2 separate regions of the Ovis aries genome follow, and region 2 is linked to region 1. The links are chromatin contacts, called in public Hi-C maps. All regions are on one chromosome and are shown on one strand. The core of a region is the stretch at or near the end of the contact, and the rest is flanking DNA. Distances in the headings are between cores, read along the strand shown.

Region 1 (7,488 bases), core at 108-2,607:
CAAAAATCCGAGTAGCTTACAGACAAAGTGAGAAGTCACGCAGAAGGACAGGAAAAGCCGAGAAGAATGGAACCAAACATTTTCTATTTCAGGCCAGGGCTGGTTACAGAGGTAACAAACTCACAGGTGCCATGGATGGGTGAGGTTTCAAGAGACTGTGATAAAGGCTGAATCTCTGTAAGGCTGAGGTTTTCAAAGGTATCTTTTCCTATCTACAGATGCTTATAATTCACATGACACAATGATAGGCAGAGAGAAGGAAGTTAACTCACTCAGGTGTGCAAATGGCCCCGGGGCTGGCACCAGCCAGGGAGATTTATTAATATCTAATCTCATTTCCCATACTTTGCTTTAAAACTCCAAACACCATGATTAGAGCTGCATTGATGAAATGGCAGGAAGGGAGGCTGACAAGAGAAGAGGTAAAGGGAGTACCTCCTGTGCTTCGGTATTTCTCATTTATCCAGGACTTGTTTACAGTCTTATGAATGAAGAATTTGCTTTGAAAAAAAAAAAAAAAAACAACACCTCTCCTCCATCAATTGAACACAAGCAGTTGTGAAACCTTCCAAATTAAGAAACTGTACACACTGGTTCCTTCGTTTAAAAGCCACGCATTTGCCATCATGTGGGCTCTGCACAAGCCAGAACTGCTTGCAGATTTGTCCTCCGCCCCCACGGCCACCAGTAGAGAAAACCCCACCTGTATTTCCCTTGCACAACATCACCCATTCAGCTCAGGGAGCTCAACTGAAATCGCGGCAGTCATGTGTGCCAAAACAGACAGCTTTCATGTGAAATAATAACAGGGCAGGCACGCAAATGAGAAAGCGTCTGCCAGGATCTCAGCAGAGTCCACCAGAAACTCTGGGAAATAAAAGTGTAGCTGGGACCTTTAGGATATAAGGGTGCAATGCAGCAGGCGCCAACAGTATTTCAGAGCACTAACTCAGAGGGAGAAAAAGGAAGGCAGGAAGCAACGCAGGAAGGAAAAGAGGGAAGGGTGAGAGAAGGGAGGAGGGTGGGAGGGAACCAAGAGGCACAGGAGCTAAACTTCCTCTTCCTGAGAAAGTCGCCCATGGAGAAGACAAACTGCGAAACCTGGCATTTTCAAGTAAATGACCCCTTGCTCTGGCATGTGCAGCGCTACAAAGAAAAGCCACAGAAATGTACCAAGTAAATAACATTCCAGACATACTGCTGGCAGCACTTCACCCTTTTGGCTAAAACAAAACAGAAGTAACTTCAGGCTTTGTAAACAGGCTCAAAGACAAGCCTGCGTTGGAAAGGTCTGCTGGCCAGAGATCCAGACGGTGCACGCAGAGTTACAGACGTGGTGTGGCTGAGCTGACCCCTCGGCCCAGGAGCGGTACACACGCTGATGACTGTGAAATTGCAGACTGTTCATGAGGAAAAGCCTGCGCCGTCCACGGCGACCTGCTGGCTGCTTTGTCCCAGTGTGGAAGTTGATCCAGGCCCTTTTATGCAAATATCAAAGTCTGAGAGGGCTGAAGGAATGCACAAAGCAGCTGTGTGGGGGTGGCATTTCATTTTCCTGTCCTGTAATTTTTCCCCTTCAACAGTCTTCGTTGTCTCCACCAGACCCGGTATTTTGGAGATACCACCCTGGCCTTGGTTGGGCTTAGGACAGATCCAGACATTGCTGGACTGGTGCCTAAATTCCCATTCCCTGTCCTCAATACTCTCTTCCTAGCCAGAGAGAAATGTGTTTCCTACTGTCTTCTGAGAAAACCGAAGTTTAAACTTCCTTCTAGATTGGAAGGATGCGCATTTCGCTTGATACAAGTGACCCTATTATCAGTGAAAAACATGACCTTCTCCCTGAAAAGCAATTTTCCAGTTTGAGAACCAGATCCCAAATTCTCCTGCAGCGGAGTTTTCTGTCTAAGGTTGGGTTTTACCTATGGATCATACCTCCCTATAAAGAAAATGGCTTTTTTCTTAAACTAAATTAAAACGCAGAGTGAGGTTTTGATAATCTTTCTCAAGGGTTGTTAACAAAATCCTGACATAAAAGGACCAATACAATTTTTTTTCAAGTTAAGGAGAATTTACTCCTCTCCTTTTGAACTTAAATGTCAGGATTTTTCATGGTAACTAGAATTTTTAAACTGCTTTTTTTCAACAATGAATGAAGAACAGTATAATGCTCAAACTCACTTCAAGGAGTAATATTAAATATTCCTCTACCAACAGATAATCTCTTTCACACCCTCCTTCAAAACAGAATGAATGTTTAGAATTTTCTACTCAAACCTTTCACTTGATTTATAAGTTTCACCCCTGGGCTCCTCACATTTTCCCAAGTTGTCAGAATTGTATTCTTGGTCCTAGTCAGTCAGCCGGGCATCAGTCTTCACTCTGACAAGCTCCATTTGAAAACGGGTTTTCTTTTTTTCTTTTTTCCCTTGAAAGGGCCTGTGTCAACTGCCTCTACAAATGCCAAATTGTTGATTCATCATCATTACAGAGGATGGAAGATAATCACTTCAGTGACATCTTCATCCTAAAAATGGTTCTTTTAAAACTTTTTTTCAAAATCACAGAGTTGATCATTTTTCCCAAATAAGAAATGGGTGGGAAAGGAATATTTTCAACTCTCAAAAAGCACAATCCCCTCTTATTTGTATTCTCCGTCATAAATTCTCACTGCAAGTGATCTTGGGGCCAGCGGGGCAGAGCAGGGGGTGGGGCAGGGCAGGGGGGCGGGGAGGGCAGGGGGCCGGGCAGGGCCCCAGCAGGACGCGTGTGCTCCTTCCTTCCCAGGAGACCACCAGCGGGGCTGCCTCCCGACAAAGGCCACGTGGTATTGTCTGTCTGCTGCCTCCCCGCCCCCAAGTTTAAAAATATCATTTCTGGTCTGAAAACAGTTTCTCAAGACTGTTCCTAAAAGCTCCCTCCCGACGCAGATTAGAAGGCTGTGTCCGCTAATTTAAAACACGCTTCTAGCAGAGGAGGAAGGAGTGCCTTCATTACTCTCAGGAGCCGCTCCAATCCTTCGGGAGGAATTCAATTTGGAGAGGAAATGGAGAATTTCATCAGATCTTAAGCAGGGGCTGGTGTGTGATTTATTTCTGCTTTGTCCAGGGAGACGTGACCGGCGTGGCCCACCTTGCGGCTCAGGGAGACGTGCAGCACTGGGGGCTCCAGCCCAGCACCACGGCCCCGGCGGGTCAGAGCAGGCTGCAGGCCGACCCAGAGGACAGGAAATAGCTTCTGGTTAGGGACAAGAAGAACCCCAGGGCACCCATTATCCCGGAGCAGATCCAACAGGCCCTGGGGGGGCAGATTCACTTTTTATACAGGTCCTTGGCAAGTGCGTCCAGGAAACAGACACATACTCACCAAGCTTGAACTTATGGGTTCAAAGTTTCTCACAGTCTCAACAACATGTGGAGCCCAACATTCCATTCCAGACAGGAAAGAAAAATCAAGAAAGAGGGGAACCCTGAGTACTTCCAGAATTAAACTGGATAGCTCTAAAAGGACCTCATGATTATGTGAAAATAACTTTTGCTTGCATGACTTAGTTGCAAATATAATCAGGATAACTGAAAGGTTAAAGATTCGGAATGCTTCCCAGGTGGCTCAGTGGTAAAGAATCTGACTGCCAATGCAGGAGACACAGAAGATGTGGGTTCGATCCCTGGGTTCGGAAGATTCCCCTGGAGTATTCTTGCCTGGAAAACTTGATGGACTGAGGAGCCTGGTGGGCCACAGTCCATGGGGTCACAAAGAGTTGGACATGATTGAGCATGCGTACTAGAGAAGGCAATGGCACCCCACTCCAGTACTCTTGTCTGGAAAATCCCGTGGATGGAGGAGCCTGCTGGGCTGCAGTCCGTGTGGTCGCTAAGAGTCGGACACAACTGAGCGACTTCACTTTCACTTTTCACTTTGACGCATTGGAGAAGGAAATGGCAACCCACTCTAGTGTTCTTGCCTGGAGAATCCCAGGGACGGGGGAGCCTTGGTGGGCTGCCGTCTATGGGGTTGCACAGAGTCGGACACGACTGAAGCAACTGAGCAGCATCCGCAGCAGCAGAGCATGCATACAGACTCAGAGTAAGTAGCTTGGGGCAATGTGAAAGGGAGGACAAATAGGAGTTACCCATCCCTTGGTAACATTTCATGCAAAGATGGGCACAATAAAAGACAGAAATGGTATGGACCTAACAGAAGCATTAAGAAGAAGTGGCAAGAATACACAGAACTGTACAAAAAAGATGTTCATGACCTAGGTAACACGATGGTGTGATCACTCACCTACAGCCAGACATCCTGGAATGTGAAGTCAAATGGGCCTTAAGAAGCGTCACTACGAACAAAGCCAGTGGAAGTGATGGAATTCCAGTTGAGCTGTTTCAAATCCTAAAAGATGATGCCATGAAAGTGCTGCACTCAATATGCCAGCAAATTTGGAAAACTCAGCAGTGACCATAGGACTGGAAAGGTCAGTTTTCATTCCAATCCCAAAGAAAGGCAATGCCAAGGAATGCTCAAACTACCACACAATTGCACTCATCTCACGTGCTAGTAAAGAAATGCTCAAAATTCTCCAAGCCAGGCTTCAACAGTACGTGAACCGTGAACTTCCAGATGTTCAAGCTGGAGTTAGACAGGGCAGAGGAACCAGAGATCAAATTGCCAACATCCCTTGGATAATCAGAAAAGCAAGAGAGTTCCAGAAAAACATCTACTTCTTTTTATTGACTATGCCAAAGCCTTTGACTGTGTGGAAACAAACTGTGGAAAATTCTTCAAGAGATGGAAATACCAGATCACCTTACCTGCCTCCTAAGAAATCTGTATGCAGGTCAAGAAGCAACAGTTAGAACCAGACCTGAAACAACAGACTGATTCCAAATTGGGAAAGGAGTATGTCAAGGCTATATATTGTCACCCTGCTTTTTTAATTTATATGCAGAGTATATCATGTGAAATGCCAGGCTGGATGAAGCACAAGCTGGAATCAAGATTGCCAGGAGAAACAGCAATAACCTCAGATATGCAGATGACACCACCCTTATGGCAGAGAGCAAAGAAGAACTAAAAAGCCCCTTGATGAAAGTGAAAGAGGAGAGTGAAAAAGTTGGCTTAAAACTCAGAATTCAAAAAACTAAGATCATGGCATCCAGACCCATCACTTCATGGCAAATAGATGGGGAAACAGTGAGAGACTTTATTTTGGGAGGCTCCAAAACCACTGCAGATGGTGACTGTAGCCATGAAGTTAAAAGACGCTTGCTCCTTGGAAGAAATGCTATGACCACCCTAGAGAGCATGTTAAAAAGCAGAGACGTTACTTTGCCAACAAAGGTCCATCTAGTTAAGGCTATGGTTTTTCCAGTAGTCATATATGGATGTGAGAGTTGAACTATAAAGAAAGCTGAGCACCTAAGAATTGATACTTTTGAACTGTAGTGTTGGAGAAGACTCTCGACAGTCCCTTGGACTGCAAGGAGATCCAGCCAGTCCATCCTAAAGGAAATCAGTCCTGAATATTCATTGGAAGGACTGGTGCTGAAGCTGAAACTCCAATACTTTGGCCATCTGATGCAAAGAACTGACCCATTAGAAAAGATCCTGATGCTGGGAAAGATTGAAGGCAAGAGGAGAAGGGGACAACAGAGGATAATTCGGTTGGATGGCATCACTGACTCACTCAATGGACATGAGTTTGAGCAAGCTCCAGGAGTTGGTGACAGACAGGGAAGCCTGGCATGTTGCTGTCCACGGGGTCACAATGAGTCGGACATAACTGAGCAACTGAACTGAACTGAGTTCCTTGGTCCTGGAGAAGAGTCTTGAGAGTCCCTTGGACAGCTAGGAGATTAAACTATTCAATCCTAAAGGAAATCAACCTTGAATATTCACTGGAAGCACTGCTGCTGAAGCTGAAGGTCCAATACTTCGGCCACCTGTGCAGAGAGCTGACTCATTGGAAAAGATACCTGGAAAGACTGAAGGCCAAGGAGAAGGGGGTGGCAGAGGATGAGATGAGTAGACAGCATCACCATGAATCTGAACAAACTCTGCAAAGTAGTGGAGGATATAGGAGCCTGGCATACCTCAGTCCATGGGTCGCAAACAGTCAGACGCAACTTAGCGACTGAACAACAAATTCAGAACGTGCTTCTTCTTCCTCTGTCAGGTGTGATATGGTTATGTGCCAGCATCTCAGCTAGTACATTTACAAACCAAATGCTCAGTTCGGGCCCCTTCATCTCTACAATGAAATCCCTCAGTCCTACTCCCAGATGCAGTCTAAGGTAGAGGACATATGTGTTGCTCCAAAGGTAAGAGATGGCCCAGATGGATCTGGAGGGCCCCTGCTCCCCTCTGGCTCTGGGACTGCTTCCTTCTGCTCCATCAGACATTCGACTCTGGACACACAGTGTGGACTTAGACTGGAGCCTTATGAGACATGGGGATGTGGCCCTTTCAGTAGCCGGAGGTGGAAACCAGATCTAAAAACTGGAAGAAAACTTGCTGCATCTGACCAATACAAGGATTTAGGTTTGAGAGAAAAGGTTAAATTAGTATGTGTTTTCCTTTAAAAATGCTAAATAGCAAAGAGGCAGTAAAACATGTAGTCACTTATCTAAACGAATTTTGGCTCAAACTGCTAACATGACTATAGCAGAGAGTGACTGAGTGGAATCCCCAGGGCCAGAGACTTCTACCAGAAACATCCTTCTTCTAAAGACTCAAGTGCTTGAGTATGTGAAGTGTGCTAGGCACTGTATTTTATATACATCATCTCATTTAATCTACCTCTTGACCTCAAGAGACAGATTTTATTATCATCCCCACTTTAGAAATGAGGAAAGTGAGGCACAGAGAGATAAAGTGACTAGCTCAAGGTCACACACCTGGTAAGTCGAGGAACTGGTATTTCTGCTCACACATTCTAGACCCCGAAGCCCTGCTCTGACTTACTCTGCCCAGGGTCACTGGGTTTAGACCTATGATTTCAAGATCACCCTTCCTCTGTGCCATCTCTAGCCTAGTGGTGCAATGATCACTACCCTCCCTGGAACTCTTATTTTCTGTGTTCACCCAAGGGGAGCCACCAGCCATGCCCTGCACCTCTCTGTTCCTTAAATTCATATCACAGTGAGAACTGACTGGAGGTTACCAGACCTTGTGATCACAGAGCTTGAGCCTCTTCCTCATGAGAAGGAAGGTAGGGAAGGAAAGGCGAGGGGAAAAGAGAGGGGAGCATCACTAACACAGCTGCTGCCTGCCCCTCCCCCCCCCGCCCCCCGCCCGACAAGGGCTGAATTCCTGAGTGCAACACCCTTCTTTCTAACCTCGTTCTCTGGCAGGTCCTTGCGGGCCACTGCAAGGAGACGCTTAGACAAGCAAGTGTGAAGGCGCATGGGTCAGTCCTTGCTGTTGCTAAGTCGCTTCAGTCGTGTCTGACTCTGTGCGACCCCATAGACAGCAGCCCACCAGGCTTCC
Region 2 (6,862 bases), core at 3,871-6,370, 72 kb after region 1:
TGAAGTGAAGTGAGGTGAAAGTCTCTCAGTCGTGTCCAACTCTTTGCAACCCCATGGACTACACAGTCCATGGAATTCTCCAGACTCGAATACTGAAGTGGGTAGCCTTTCCCTTCTCCAGGGGATCTTCCCAACCCAGGGACTGAACCCAGGTCTTCCCCATTACACGTGGATTCTTTAACAGCTGAACCACCAGGGAATCCCAAGAATACTGGAGTGGAGAGTCTATCCCTTCTCCAGTGGATCTTCCTGACCCAGGAATCGAACCGGGGTCTCCTGCATTGCAGGTGGATTCTTTACTAACTAAGCTATGAGGGAAGCCCCAAAAGACTCATTAATTAACAGATTGTAACACCATTTTGCCTGTGGACTAATATGTAGCATTACAATTTCATTATAGGTTCCTTTTATTTGCAATTCTTCTATTACAGAAATCCAGTTTGACATGAACAGTGCTTATTAAATGAAAGCTGTATATAAAACTGCAAAGAAATATAACATCAAATTTTGGAAAGGAAGTTGAAAAAAAATTAAAACAAGCTGTGATGATCTTAACAAAGACACATAAAACCTGTTACTGGGAAGAGTTGTTTGGTCAAATTTCCTGTTTTTTCCTAAGTTCTGGTTTGTTTTAAACATGTCGTCAATGCACAGTTTATTACCATTGATTAACGTTTCTACATGTAAAATCAAGAACTGTTCTCCAGGGCTTCTTATTTAAAAATAGTCTAAACAATATGGATTTTCTCTTTCTTGTCCAGATTGTGATCTTTACCCTAACTAAGAAATGATAGGCTGTGGATCAAAATTGCTGAAAATTAATATTGTAAACTAGAAAGTCAAACATGGGTTAATGAAAGAGTCATAAAATATCTCTTTATCCCTAAGTGATTTTACTACAGGATTCCAGAAATCAACCTGGACTGCTACAAAAGACATCAAATCAAAGCAATATAAGTGTCACTGATGGCTCTTTGTTTTGCTCAGTCAAAAAAAAAAAAAAAAAAAAAACCTATGCAAAGACATATCTGACTCTAATGGCAACATATTATAAAATTAAAAAAAAAAAAGAATCATACCATTGGGAGTGAAATGTAGGAAAACAAAAATTCCTCCCTGGGGAACAAGAGTATAACACATTAACATTTTTCTAAGTATTTTATAAATTATGCAGCTTTATTAAACACCTACCACCATTAGATATCTCTTCTTTACTGACAACACTTTTCTTAATGGCCTTTACATGTTTAAATAAATGGCTCCTGAAAATGTGCATTTGTATTATATAAATAAAACCTTAATTAATATAAACATACTCCAGATATAAACATTTTAGAAATGTCAGCTTAAAACTTTCCAGTCTAAATAAATCCTCTTATAAGTGGTCCAACAAAGCAATTTTTAATGCATTTCTCCCCCTAAAGAGCTCATATAGATAGATTTACAGGCACAACTCAAAAGAGAAATCAAAATAGATTTGAAGAAGACTGAATGTTTCATTCATGTAATAAACAACTCTAAGCATATCCAATAGATAGATAGTTTTTGAAACTAACCAAGGCAAGTGATTTTATTTTTGTTTTAGTGCTCACTATTATCTCATGGTATCTTGTTCAGATATTTATTCTCCTGCTTATTGTTGTCTCCCTCACTTGAACTGTAAGCCTTCTGAGAGTAAAGACATCTGTCTTGTTCTCTCTACCACTTAGCGTCAGGCATATAATAGATGCAGAGCATGGCTCACTAAAAAATTCATGAAAGCCTTGATGAGATAAAGCTAAAAAGACTCAGTTATTTCAGTGTACCTCACTTTATCCAATTGATCCTATGTATTAGAGTCTCTGTTTTCCCTCTTCTTTCTTAGTATCCCTAAATTTCCACTGAATACATGCCCTCCATCCATGAACAAAGCCTACATTCTCCAGCCTCCCTTGCAGCTAGGTGGTGGTGTTCAGTCACTCAGTCATGCCTGACTCTTTGTGACCCCATGGACTGCAGCACACCAAGCTTCCCTGTCCTTCACCATCTCCCAGAGTTTGCTCAAACTCATATCCATTGAGTTGGTGATGCCATCCAACCATCTCATCCTCTGTCATTCCCTTCTCCTCCTGCCTTCAATCTTTCAGCCTTTTTTATGGTCCAACTCAGATAGGTGTACTGCTGCTGCTGCCGCTGCTAAGTTGCTTCAGTCGTGTCCGACTCTGTGCGACCCCATAGACGGCAGCCCTCCTCCATCCACAGGATTTTCCAGGCAAGAGTACTGGAGTGGGGTGCCATTGCCTTCTCCTAGGTGTACTAGATGTGACCTAATAAGATATAAACAAAAACATTCAACAACAGCTTCTTGGAAAGCTCCTTGAAAGACAGCCTATGTGAGGGGTTCCTTTGCCTCTTCTTCCCCTCTGTCTCCTTCCTGCTGCCTAAGATGTGATGTAATGGCTGGAACTCAAACAACCATTATGGACTATGACTTGACTTTGAGAGTCTAGGAGTTGACCTTGAGAATGAAAATCATGTTAGCATAGCACAGCAGCAAGAGAGAATGTTGGGTTCTTGTCCTGTGGAGTCCCACTCCACCCTGGGCTCTACTTCTGCCTTTTTTTTTTTTTTAACATGGAGAAGAAATAAATGTCTACCTTAACTGCAGTTGTTCAGTTGCTAAGTTGTGTCCAACTCTTTGTGACCCCAATGACTGTAGCATGCCAGGCATCCTTGTCCTCCATTATCTCCCAGAATTTGCTCAAACTGATGTCCATTGAGTTAGTGATGCCATCCAACCATTTCATCCTCTGTCGTCCACTTTTCCTCCCACCTTCAATCTTTCCCAGCATCAGGATCTTTTAAAAGGAGGCAGTTCTTGGAATCAGGTGGCCAAAATATTGGAGTTTCAGCTTCAACTTCCAATAAACACTCAGGACTGATCCCCTTTAGGACTGACTGATTTGATTTCCCTGTAATCCAAGGGACCCTCAAGAGTCTTCTCCAGCACCACAATTCAAAAGCATCAATTCTTTGGCTCAGTCTTCTTTGTGGTCCAACTCTTCCTCTACCTTAATTAAGTCATTATTATTATGAGCTTTCTGTTACACATAGCAAAACTGGATAGTGATATGATTTTGAAAATAATTTAAAAAACAGGCACAGGTAGGCTTTACATATGCCTTTTAAAAATCTATCATTTTATAAACATATTGAGAACTCTTTCCAGTGAGTAGGCAAGTACAGTCACTCCTCAGTATCCATGGACCACTAGTTCCAGGATGCTGGCCAATTCCAAAATGCATGGGTGTTCAAGTTCCTCACATAAAATGGTATAGTACGCTTGGTCTTCCTTATCCAAAGGTAAGAACCGCTGACAGTATTTGTGAGCACATATTGTCTTCAGAATTAAACCTGACACTATAAGAGAATATAAAGAAATTCAAGACCAGGCTTTCATCCTTAAGAAGTTAGTGATTTAGCCAACAGAAAAAAACATGCATGAACTGCCAATCCGCCCATTCCTAACACACCCGCCTAGAGGAAACAGCACACAGAGGCAAAGAACAAACAGTGAAACTGAAGTGAGATGGCCATCTCCGAAGGATTTCAGAAACCAAAGGGTCATGAGGACTGGGATTCTTGGGGAAGGTTCCAGGCAGGACTATCCCTTGAGGTGAGCCTTGAAGGAGGGGCAGAATCTGGAGAGGCATTGGTAATGGGCTGGGTGTCCCCAGGGTGGGGACCAACAGCAGGGAAACCACTGGTTCAGTAATGAGCACAGCATGTTCAAGGAGACTGGAAGGAGGTCAACCAGATGTGTGGCCTCTGGAAAAAGGGCCCTCCCTTTTCTCAGAATGTGGTCTCTCAGCCTTGAAGAGAATCCTCGTAAAGGATGGCTTACCTCACAATTCACCCCATATTTAGGAGATGAATCTGTGCTACAGATTCTCCCTGCCTTGCATACAACACCCTGCTTCTGAGTCCCCAGGGCTGACTCAGTAGTGCCTCAACCCCAGGTCCTTGCTTTTCTGTAGAGATCCTGATCAGACCTCAGCCCAGTGGTGACTTCTAGAGCAATGTGCTTCCTGCTATGCAGCAGGCACACATGAAATCCTGCCTACAACCTCCAATGGGGCATTTTAAATTAAACTGTTAAGTAGTGGTAGCGTGATCTGCCTCCTATGTTGGTGAAATAACAATAAAGCCACAGGCTGACCAGTCATCGCTTCCAAAGAAGAGGCCAGGGAATTCAATTACTCACAAGCTAACCACATTCACAGGATGAAGCAGCAACTTTCCTAATAAAGTGCCCTTTCAGCTACTCTTCATAAACAGAGCCACAGTTCAGATTCTTTAAAAAAAAAAAAAATCAACTAATACCTTTGGAGGAAAGGGCATTGTCCAATCTAATGAAAGACCTGGGCACAGCCTTCAGTCGCAGAATGTGTTTTGGAAGAGTCAGTACTTGTTGTGACCACTGGGTAGCCCAGATGAGGTGAGTAAAATGGAGGATCCCTGTGGACTCAAGGCCCAGCTGGCTTTACTAGTGACTAACAAAGTGCTGACTGAGGAGAGGGCCCAAAGTGCAACAAGTCACACGAAGTGTTTTTCTATCTGGAGTTTTGGGAGGAGTAAGTAACCTCTCTGGGATCTGGTCTAAGGTAAATGAAACCAAACCTGACCCTTTTCCAAAATTGGGCCTAAAATTGCTCCCCAGAATCACCGCTGGCAGCCTAGTAGAGCAAGAAAGCACAGACCAGCTGTGAGGAGGCTTGAGTGTTGGTTCGTCTCTGCCACAGTGAAAACTGCTGGTGACCTTGGCTTCTTTCTCTGCAAATGAAGGGAGTTGGACTGGAGATGATCTATCCCTGACACCCACTCTGGTTCCAACAATGACTCTAACTCACAACAGAAGAGTGCACAGCAAGTATGATTTTCTCTCCTCATCTTCTTTTCTGCCCATCACCATTTCTCCATACGCCCCCAAATCACATTAATTCGCCAGTTAATGGACAGCCATCCCGGGTTGCAGTATCCTCTAAAGTGCGGTGAATTTCAGGCTCATTTGGTGACAACAGCAGCTGCCGCTCTCCTCAAACCACATCCTTCCCCTTCGTCACGAGGCCTCCTCACTAGCCACAGTTTGCCTTGGCCAGGCCTCCCTCTGCGTCAGCTTCCACCAGAAACTGCCACCCATACGCACAGTTCTAGTGCATCAGACTCTTTGAAGAGGATCCAGCTGGCCAGAGCAGCGTTCCAGGTGCTCAAGACCGAAGAATTTCATGGCACTGCAGGCAGATTAAAGCTGAAAGGGAGCACAAAACTCATCGAGTTTGATAGACTCCCACTTACAGATGAGGATGCCGAAGCCCAGATAGGTTTATGTATGAGAAGTGGCCTAGTCACAGCAAGAACCGAAGTCTATTGACTCAAAGGCCAGTCATAATTTTGAAATAACTGACTGAAATAGAAGTAACTATTTGTGGTGTGCTCTGTGCCAGGCACTGTGCCAAGGGACATCTCAAAAGTTAACACGTACAAACTTGAACTCAGGATCTTTTCTCCAAAAGTGCTCTTCCTGTCCTCCCACCTTCAGCGGCACCCCCATCCATTTCGCTGCTTATGCCAGGAACTTGGGATTCAAATCCTTGACACCTCCCTCTCTCACAGCTCCCCCACATAAAACTTGCAAGTTTTGCCATTTCTCTAAAGCACATCTTGAATCTCTCCAATTTCTCCCACAGTCACCATCTCTACACTGGTCCAAGCCACCTTTGCCTCTTACCCGGCCTCTGGCCAAACCTCTGCTCTCATATTCCACTGCCACCGCTCCCATCACTGTCAATTTATTTTCCAACCAGAATCCAGGGTAATTCTGTGAAAACGCAAACCAGATCATGCCATGCCCACTCCTATTCCCACTCTGTCACTGTGCTAAACTCATCGTCTTCCTTATACACTTAAGATGAAGCTCAGATTTCTAGAAGGCCCTGCCTAATCTGTGACATCTCCAATCTCATCTCACCCTAATCCGCCACAACTCCCTAGGTCCTACCAACACTTCTTTCAGGTCCTCCAGGGCTGCACATTCCTTCTAACTACAGGTTATCCTGTGTGTGAAGTCCTCTTCCTTCTACTCCTAGCCTGGCTTACTTCATACCATCTTTCAGATCTCAGCTGAAACACTACTTCCTCAGAGGAACCTTCCCTAAGAGCTTGTCAGGAGCCACTTCTTCCGAATAGCATCTACCAGTTTGTAATATTATATTTTTCAGAGTATTTGTTTAATATCCAATTCCCCAGCAAGACTATAAACCCCATGAGGACAGGGACTGTATCTGTTTGTTCACTACTGTAGTCACAGAATTTAGTGGCAGCCACATAGCAGGTCCTAAATAAATTACTTAGTTTGAATTAATATATTTATGTTCTTAACACTTATTAGATTATATCAGGACAAGAAGAAGGTATAGGAGATATGGAAAATATAGGAGCCATGATATTTAGTGAATTCATTTGGAGCAAATGGAAACTGTGATAATGTGCTGAAAAATTACCACCCCCCCCAAAAAGATAGTTATGGCTTCCCAGGTGGTTCAGTAGTAAAGAATCCATCTGCCAATGCAAGAGACACAGGAGACCCTGCTTTGATCCCTGGGTCAGAAAGATCCTCTGGAGAAGGAAATGGCAACCCACTCTTACTATTCTTCCCTGGAAAATCCCATGGACAGAGGAGTCTGGTGGGCTACAGTCCATGGGGTCACAAATAGTCAGACACATCTGAGCACACAAAAGGTTATCTATATCCTAATTCCTGAAACCTGTGAATGTCACCTCATATAGCAATCAATAAGGGAAAAGGGAGAAGGTCTTTAGAGGG

The links. A called contact is a pair of places that touch in the nucleus more often than the background predicts.
Region 2: a contact with region 1 is called in a Hi-C map of liver, with 2.0 times the contacts expected there. The contact joins two enhancer-like sites. A contact is called at or near these places in 2 of 16 Hi-C or Micro-C datasets (liver and skin fibroblasts).

What each region holds. Positions count from the first base shown.
Region 1 is chr2:31,433,949-31,441,436 of ARS-UI_Ramb_v3.0, forward strand. The region is part of intron 5 of AOPEP (aminopeptidase O (putative)); the gene reads right to left. Among named protein-coding and RNA genes, the nearest start is that of MIR23B, 160 kb to the left of the region's middle. Within about 2 kb of position 1,358, at least 34 of the 54 cell types and tissues checked have an H3K27ac peak or open chromatin away from gene starts, as enhancers often do. A contact at or near this core is called in liver, where this site is marked.
Region 2 is chr2:31,502,156-31,509,017 of ARS-UI_Ramb_v3.0, forward strand. The region is part of intron 5 of AOPEP (aminopeptidase O (putative)); the gene reads right to left. Among named protein-coding and RNA genes, the nearest start is that of AOPEP, 180 kb to the right of the region's middle. Within about 2 kb of position 5,121, at least 17 of the 54 cell types and tissues checked have an H3K27ac peak or open chromatin away from gene starts, as enhancers often do. A contact at or near this core is called in liver, where this site is marked.